2 separate regions of the Mus musculus genome follow, and region 1 is linked to region 2. The links are chromatin contacts, called in public HiChIP or PLAC-seq maps. All regions are on one chromosome and are shown on one strand. The core of a region is the stretch at or near the end of the contact, and the rest is flanking DNA. Distances in the headings are between cores, read along the strand shown. Region 1 holds the start of U2af1 (U2 small nuclear ribonucleoprotein auxiliary factor (U2AF) 1). Region 2 has its middle 30 kb from the start of Pde9a.

Region 1 (4,341 bases), core at 1,130-3,629, 300 kb after region 2:
TAATCCCAGCACTTGGGAGGCAGGCAGATCTCTGAGTTTGAGGCTAGCCTGGTCTACAGAGTGAGTTTCAGGAGAGCCAGGGATACAGAGAAACCCTGTCTGGAAAAAACAAAACAAAACAAAAAAGCCCCAAAGTTAATAGGTACCCATGTTCCTGTTTCAGCTAAAACCACATAAATAATCTCAGTTTGTTTTTTTTTTTGTTGCTGGGTTTTTTTTTTGTTTTTTTTTTTTTTTTTTGGTTTTTCGAGACAGGGTTTCTCTGTATAGCCCTGGCTGTCCTCGAACTCAGAAATCCGCCTACCTCTGCCTCTCGAATGCTGGGATTAAAGATGTGCGCCATCTCGCCTGGCTCTGTTTGTTGGTTTTTAAAATTGTGAATAGCTTGTTGAGATGGCCCTTCTCCACACAGACATGAGCACAGGGCCTGAGTGACTATGCTTCTGGTTTTGAAGTCCCAGCCTTTAGGCATCATCACAGGGAAACCTCTCATGTGAGAACTGGCATACACGTGTTCTAGCACATTTTCTCTGCAACCAGTTTAGAGAAGGTACTCTTCCATAACACCAAGCAAATTTGCATGTATTTTTGAGACAGAGTTGCTAGGTCCTGGAACTTTTTTTTTTTTTTTTTTTAAAGATTTTTTTTTCCCCCGAGACAGGGTTTCTCTGTATAGCTCTGGATGTCCTGGAACTCACTTTGTAGACCAGGCTGGCCTGGAACTCAGAAATCCGCCTGCTCTGCCTCCCAAGTGCTGGGATTAAAGGCGTGCGCCACCACTGCCCGGCTAAAGATTTTATTTAATGTATATGAGTACACTGTAGCTGTCTTCAGACACTCCAGAACCTTACATATGGTTTTGAGCCACCATGTGGTTGCTGGGAATTGAACTCTGGACCTCTGGAAGAGCAGTCCGTGCTCTTAACTGCTGAGCCATCACCAGTCCTGCTTCCTAGAACTTGTTATGTAGACCAGGCTGGAACTCAGAGATCCACCTACCTACCTCTGCCTCCAGAGTGCTGGTACTAAATGTACCACCACACCTGGCTTTTGAGTGTTGATTTAAAAGTACTTTAACGGCTTTACTTTAAATTACATATATGGGGAGGGGGAGGGGTGCCCGTGGCGGCCAGAGGCAATGGATCTCCCAAGATCTGGCACTACAGGTGGTTGTAGGACATCAGATTGCAATAAAGGGGATTCAGGGAACCACACTACTGGCCTCTTCAAGAGCAGTTCACACTCTGAACCACTGAGTCATCTCTCTAGTCCCTTTAATGTATTTTAGTCATCCTTAACACAAGGCACAACCTTCCTCCATGACTTCCTGAGAACCCAGACTTTATTCCAGCTGATTCTCCAAGACTGGTCTAGACCTAACATCCAATTAAATGTCTCTTGAGTGACTGCCGATTCAGGCATGAGACTTTTAGAAACATCCCCTCTTTCAAACACTGAAGACTGTATAAAGGTGCCTGATCGGACAGCCTCCATCCTGGAAAACAGAACATTTTAAGAGTGAGAATGTGGCACCAAAAACGTTATCTATTGCAAACGCTTACCACCGTGACTGACATCTGCATAAACCTTGTACAAGATTCAGAAACATAAAGATGGTGACTACTTACTGGAAGCAGATTAAGCCAGATACTTAAATCCTTAGGTTTTCAAAGTAGGAATTATCCTTGAAAGTGTCCGAAGACATTCCCCTTAACCTAAATTTCAGCCGACACGCGGAAATGAGTATGTGCCTCGCAGCACACGACCACAGGCGGGAATATTGCTATTCCTTTTCCTCTTACCCTAACAGTTGGCTACGGAAATGCAAACCTTAATTTAAAAAGAAAGGCGGGTCCGCCAACGCTTAGGCAGGCAGGAGGTTTATTCGGTCGAAACCGCTCCCAAAGGTCGGCCCCAGCACTGAATGCTAGAGAGGACGGGGCCACAGCACTTCCGACACGATAACTCAAAGCCTAAAGTTGCAAGAAACGTGTTACTTCGCCACAGAAGCCCCGGGCAGCAGTGGGAGCGCGGCGTGGGGCAGGGCCCCGCGTAGAACCCGGCATGGAGCGCCCGCGGTGGAGCTCGAGGCGCCGAGGCCCAGCCCGAGCCGCCCGCCAGTCCCGCCGCCCGGCCCACGAGGCGGCGGCGCCGAGCCGCGCGAGGTCTCCAGGCCCGAGCCAGCCGCCACGCCTGGACGTCACCGCCGCTTGCCTCGACCGGCACCCGCTGCCCGTCGCCTCCCCAGCCCAAGTCCCGGCAGGCCGGCCCTACTCACTTGTCTTTTTCGGTGCCGAAGATGGAGGCCAAGTATTCCGCCATTTTCGAGCGGACGACTCAGGCACGGCAGCCGACGCTGCCGACTACGCCGACGTCCCTCCGGAGACGTCACCCGACGCGACGACGCTCTCCCCACCCGTCGTAGCGACTCTGTCCAATTGGGAAAGGTGCTGCCAGCGCGGGGGCGGGACGAAGAGCATGAGGAGGCTCCGCCCCTACCCTGGCGCCTGCGCACTCCTTGGCGCCCGGGCGGGTCCCGCGCATTGCTTGCGGCTTAGGCTGTGGACAGCCGCTCCGCGCGTGCTCAGCACCGCTGTTTCCCGCTCCCGCCGCTGGGACCGCGCCCTCTCCCCTTGCTGGCCCTCCTGTCCCAGGCCTCCCACCAGTGCAGCTGTAGATAAGGGGCTCTGTCCGGCCTCCTGGAGGGCCTTAAACCACAGCATCCTCACAGTCACAAGGCTCACCTTCAAGTCACCAAATTTCCAGGCAGAGCCTAATCTCCGTTATCTCAGGCAGAGACCCAGGCTGCGGGGTCATCTTGGTTGGATGACTTTATCTGCTCTCTCTGGCTATAGAGCCACTTCCATCCGAGGACGAACCGTGGAAGAGGGTTGTGGGAAGCTGGGGTCTCCTCACAGGCTCTCACTAGTTAACCTGGTTACTGGAACCAGGATGAATGACCCGATCAGGTCCACCAGACCATTAGTTTGTTCATCCTTCTTTCTTCCCACACGCCCATTCACCCCTCACTAATTAAGCTACCCAACTATCCATGCCTCACCCATTCATCTTCCCCTGTCACATCTATTTATCTCTTATTTGGAGACATTAGAAGAATAAGCCCTGTGACACATATATAGACACAGGCTGCTACGATGTTTGTTTTATTGAGCGTGTTTTGTTTTTTGTTTCTCCATGGGATGGTCTTGTGTATGCATCAGGCTACATAGCTACTATGTACAGCTACAGATGACCTTGAACTTCTGATCCTTCTGAATCTCTTACCATCCTGAGTGCTAGGGTTACCAGTGTGTACTACCAAATAGGTTTATATGATGCTGTATGTTAAGCAAGCACTCTATCAACTGAATGACATCCCGAGCCTTGGTTGGTGTAATGTTTAAATCCACTTTTCTGAGTTATGGAGAAGAGGCTTCTGGGTATGTCTGTGAGGGCAGGGATAACCACTTCATACTTCGCCATGCATTGTATCACTGGGCTCTCTCTCCCTCAACTACAAGTAACTAATACAGCTGGTATAATATTGCTCCAGCTGACATGACAGAGAGTTTAAAAGAATACAGACCTGGTGACATCTATTCCTGTTGGTGGCCTTCTATGGCTCCCAAGGCTCTAAGTATACAGGCATCTTTCCACTTTTTGTTTTGTTTCTTTGTCTGGTTGGTTTTGTTTTCCAAGATAGGGTTTCTCTGTGTAGCCCTGGCTGTCCCGGAACTCACTTTGTAGACCAGGCTGGCCTTAAACTTACAGGGATCCACCCGCCTCTGGGTCCTGAGTGCTGAGCCTTCCTGGTGTGTACCAACACCACCTGGCTTCAAATGTAAAAAGTTTAAAAGGCAAGCTGGGAAGCAAGTGATAAAATACTGGTATTGATCTTGCACAGGCAGTGCCAAGATCTATCTATCTATCTATCTATCTATCTATCTATCTATCTATCAGTGAGTGATACGAGACCCCAATACTTCTCCAGTCATTTATCTTCCCTCTTCTTAAAGGATATAAAACTCAATGCACACCTTTTATCCCATGTTTGGAAGGCAGAGACTGGTGGATATATATGAGTTTAAGGACCAGCCTGGTCTCCATAGAGAATTACAGACCAGACAGATCTACATAGTGAGCCCCTCCAAAAAGAAGGAAGAGTGTTGGCTGAGCTACTCAGTGCTACAAATGCTTACTTAGCATTCATTCATAAGGCTCTAGGCTCAATCCCCAGTGGTTTTGTGTTTAAGGATACAGATAAAAGAGGGAGGCAGTGGTGGTGCACACCTTTAACCCTAACATCTGAAGCAGAGGCAAGCAATATCTGTGAGTTCAAAG
Region 2 (3,901 bases), core at 521-3,020:
AGAAGGTGACTTCTCATTAAGCTGGCCTAACATGTAGGATATGAGGCAGAAGCCATAGCATCTTCATGGCAGAAGAGCCACAAGGAAAGGCCACTCATTTAGCCAAACGGTCAGTCTGTGGAAGATTGTGACAGTGCCACGTAGAAGGGATAATTAATCCCTCTTGAGCCTCTTGTTGGAGTCCTAATCTCCTTTGTGAGGGGTCCTACCAGGTACCCCCAACTGTATACCTGACAGGACCTTGCCAACAATATACCTGACAGGTACTGTCTTAGTTAGGGTCTTACTGCTATGAACAGACACCATGACCAAGGCAACTCTTATAAAGGACAACATTTAATTGGAGCTGGCTTACAGGTTCAGAGGTTCAGTCCATTATCATCAAGGCAGGAACATGGCAGCATCCAGGCAGGCATGGTGCAGGAGGAGCTGAGAGTTCTACATCTTCATCTGAAGGCTGCTAGCAAAACACTGACTACCAAGCAGCTGGGATGAGGGTCTTAAAGTCTACACCCACAGTGACACACCCACTCCAACAAGGCCACGCCCACTCAAACAAGGCCACACCCACTCCAACAAGGCCAGGCCTTCTAATAGTGCCACTCCCTGGGCCCAGCATAGACAAACCATAACAGGTACTCTTGACTGCACAGTTATCAGGTAACCCCAACATGCAGCTACTACCTCAGTCACAGCACGCGGGTAACTCTTTCCAGACAGGAACAGGGTATTGATGTGCTGAGTGGTTAGCTCTCATTTTCTAGTTTCCCCGACCACCACGGGACTGCCTTCAATCTCTCCATCTGGAGGAGGCAGTCACCACTGTCTGTCGGGCTCAGGGAAAACTGCCCTTGACAGCTTCCCACACACAGGAATCACTGTGGGTGTTGCAGTTCAACTCAGCTCTAATGACTCCCTCACAGCACATAACTTTCCCAGCATATCGTGAATATTTTCCCAAACATACGAATATTTCCCTGAAAGAGTTTTTTTTTTTTTTTGCAAAGAATACTAAAGGACTTTTTAATGGCCCTGTGAAGTGGGTTTCAGACAGGAGTCGACTGAAAAAAAAAAAAAACCCTCTTTGAGTCCTCATTGAGGTGCATCCGGGGTACAGGGCACTTAAATATATGATGATTTGCTCTATGTAAATTGCTGAGGCCCCGTTCCCAGCAGGATCTAGCAGAGAATTCATGAGAGTGTATATTATGAAATATAATATGGCGAAGGGTGTACCTGGCAGGCCCACGCCAAGGTGTGCCCCTGAGCAATTTAAGCCGTGCAAGAGATCTATTATAAAGGGGTTTATTAGGGGAGGAGAGTGAGGATCTGGGATGGGGTAGCAGCAGATGAGTGGACGTGTGGACAGGCAGATGAACGGGGGTGGGGGCAGAGTATATGAGGGCAGATAAGGGGAGATGCAGAAGACAGAAAATGGGAGGAGGGAATGAGAACGTGGGGAAGGGAGGGGGAGAGGGGGAGAGGGAGAGGGGGAGGGAGAAAGGGAGAGGGGAGAAGGCGGGGAGGGGGGGAGAAGGAGGAAGGGAGGGAGGAGAGAGAGAGAGAGAGAGATGGGGTGGGGGTGGCTGGCAGTCCTTTTTATATGCAGCCCACACCTGGTGCACCTGGGTTGCTAGGTCCCTGGGAGGAGCCTAGTGGAATGGCCTGTAAGCTAGCAGCGTACATAAACAATGAACAAGCATTCCCAGCCACTGTCTTTACCCACTCTTAATGGAAAAATCTATTCAGGAACCCCACAAAGATGGAACTCTCACACTGTATCTGTGACCTAACAGAGCACACAGTTGTTCACTGTGAGGCGAGCTGAGAGGAGCTGGCCTTGAGGAATCTTTTTGTTTCTGTGTTTTGTCTTGTGACAGGGTCTTTTTGTGGGGCCCTGGCTCTTCTGGATTAAAGATGTATGTCACCATCCCTAGCCACCCATGAGAGGCCTTAACTCAGTCAGCTGTGGGCGGGGGTGGGGTAAGCTACCGTTCACTGAACAAAGTACCTATTTGAGTTGAGTAAGCCCTGCCTTTGGGCATAGCTATTTGAGTCAAATAACCTTTTTCTCTGGTGCAATTTTATGTTCTGCGTGATGCAAATGAAAAATGCGACATTCATCCCAGCCCCGGAAAGACTGCAAGGCAGACTCTGGCAAAGAGAAACGGACAGAGAGATCAGATTTCCGAGACAAATATAAGCACCTGCCACACGGCAGCCATCTCCATCTGGGCACATCCCACATCTTAAGCATCTTCTTCTGTATTATTAGTCTAATGATCACAACCAAAGGCTAAAAATAAGAGCAGCATTTACCACGAAACTATAGGCATTTACAAGCATCTGTGTGCATCACGGGGCATGGCACGTGTGGTGTGTGTGTGCCGGGGTGGGGGTGGGGATGGGGTTCTTCTGGCCATAGCCTGTGCCTTACTGAGAATTGTCATAAAGCGCTGAGTTAGAAGAGGTGGTTGAACATTGGCTCTCCATCCTCAATGAGACCCCAGACTCAAATGGTATGCAATAGCAAAGAGCGTGTTATTCTGCAGAAGTCCAGCAAGCTGGGGGGGGGGGGGTCTACCTGCATGAACTAAGACCAGAGTTTTCTTTAATCATTTTGTCGGGTATTCCATTCTTTCCCTCATTCTCTAAAGTCAATACCACTTGGCCAGACTGTAAAGTGACCCCATGATCAGAGAGCAGAAGGCTACCTTTGCCCTTGCCCTGACTCCTCTAGACTGAGATGGCCCCGTGTGGCTGCGCCCTTCCCTGGGCAGGGTCTGTGCACCTCATCTGAGTCTCAGAGCTTCTCGTGTACCATCTTAACCTTGCCACATGAAGCTGGAGTTGTTCACCAATAGTCTGCCTTCATGCTCAATGGTAACCTCTACCAGGGCAGGCCAAGTTGACGCAGACCGGTTCTCAACACACTGTCCAATTACAGATAACACCCCAAACATCCTACTAATAGATGACTGAGTCAAAGGGGTCTTGGCAGCATGTCTACTTTCTTCCTTCATAAAAGCTTTGCATGAAGATCTTACTTTCAAGACAGTCATCTTCTCCAGCCGAACCTGAAGGACACGCCTTTCTTCTGTTGCCCTCGATCCTAACTGCCAGTGGCTGGGCTCGGAAGAGGACAGTTTGCTGCCATCCTGGAAATGCCAAATGCTCTTACCCCTCACCCCAGTCTCCATGAAGACCCAGGAGGAGCCTCTCAGTAGCCAATGGCACATGCCTCTTAGAAGCCTCGAATTCTATCTTAGATAACCAGCCATGGCTGGTCCCCTCATCTTTCCTGAGAAGCTAACCAGTTAAATTCTGTGCCTCATATCCTTCTGGGTGCCATGGCAATCACTGGGATGTATGGAACTGTCACAGGAGTCAAGGACCTCACAGCCCAGTGTGTGTGTGTGTGTGTGTGTGTGTGTGGTTAGTAGTGTCTAGTCTGCTGCACCGGCAGTGAGAATCACTCCTCAGCGCTGCTGAGATACCCCATTGCAGCTCGCCTGGGTCAAGGCCACTAGGCTTCTTTTACTGCCCAGACTGGGCTTCTCATGTGAGGGCTTCAAAATATAATCCCTGTGCTACTTCACAGGAAACTTCTGTCATCTGCATTTCCATTTTGGGACAGGCTGTCCGTCACCACTTTGCTGACATGCATATGGCTATGTGCTTATGCTAATTTAGGGATGGCTTCATAAGTGACTAACGTGGAGGAGGGGCCAGTAAAAGGTTGTCTGCTTGGAGATGCTAAGAAATGGGATGACCCAGTTAGTGCTCCTCAAACTTATAACTCTCTATGGAAATCGGTATTGGGGTCATCGGGAGGCCAGATCCACCTAATCAGGAGACAAAACAACTGTGTCACTCCTCAGCGGAGGGACCTGGGGATCCA

Evidence for each region. HiChIP or PLAC-seq counts read pairs in DNA pulled down with a chosen protein or histone mark.
Region 1: a contact with region 2 is called in an H3K27ac HiChIP or PLAC-seq map of oligodendrocyte precursor cells, with 5 times the contacts expected there. The contact joins the promoter of U2af1 here to the enhancer-like site in region 2. A contact is called at or near these places in 8 of 39 promoter capture datasets (the C10 cell line, cranial neural crest, embryonic stem cells and 4 more), 1 of 15 datasets of contacts at CTCF or cohesin (embryonic stem cells), 5 of 484 Hi-C or Micro-C datasets (embryonic retina, embryonic stem cells, stem cell-derived epiblast-like cells and 1 more), 4 of 115 datasets of contacts at active chromatin or transcription factors (acute myeloid leukemia, large pre-B cells, memory CD8 T cells and 1 more) and 3 of 9 other capture datasets (adipose tissue, liver and pancreatic islet).

What each region holds. Positions count from the first base shown.
Region 1 is chr17:31,656,375-31,660,715 of GRCm38.p6, forward strand. It overlaps U2af1 (U2 small nuclear ribonucleoprotein auxiliary factor (U2AF) 1), which reads right to left and starts at 2,380. Exons shown (of 8, transcript NM_024187.4): 1 at 2,279-2,380. The coding sequence starts at 2,322.
Region 2 is chr17:31,354,336-31,358,236 of GRCm38.p6, forward strand. No RefSeq gene overlaps it. Among named protein-coding and RNA genes, the nearest start is that of Pde9a, 30 kb to the right of the region's middle. Within about 2 kb of position 1,771, at least 28 of the 459 cell types and tissues checked have an H3K27ac peak or open chromatin away from gene starts, as enhancers often do. A contact at or near this core is called in oligodendrocyte precursor cells, where this site is marked.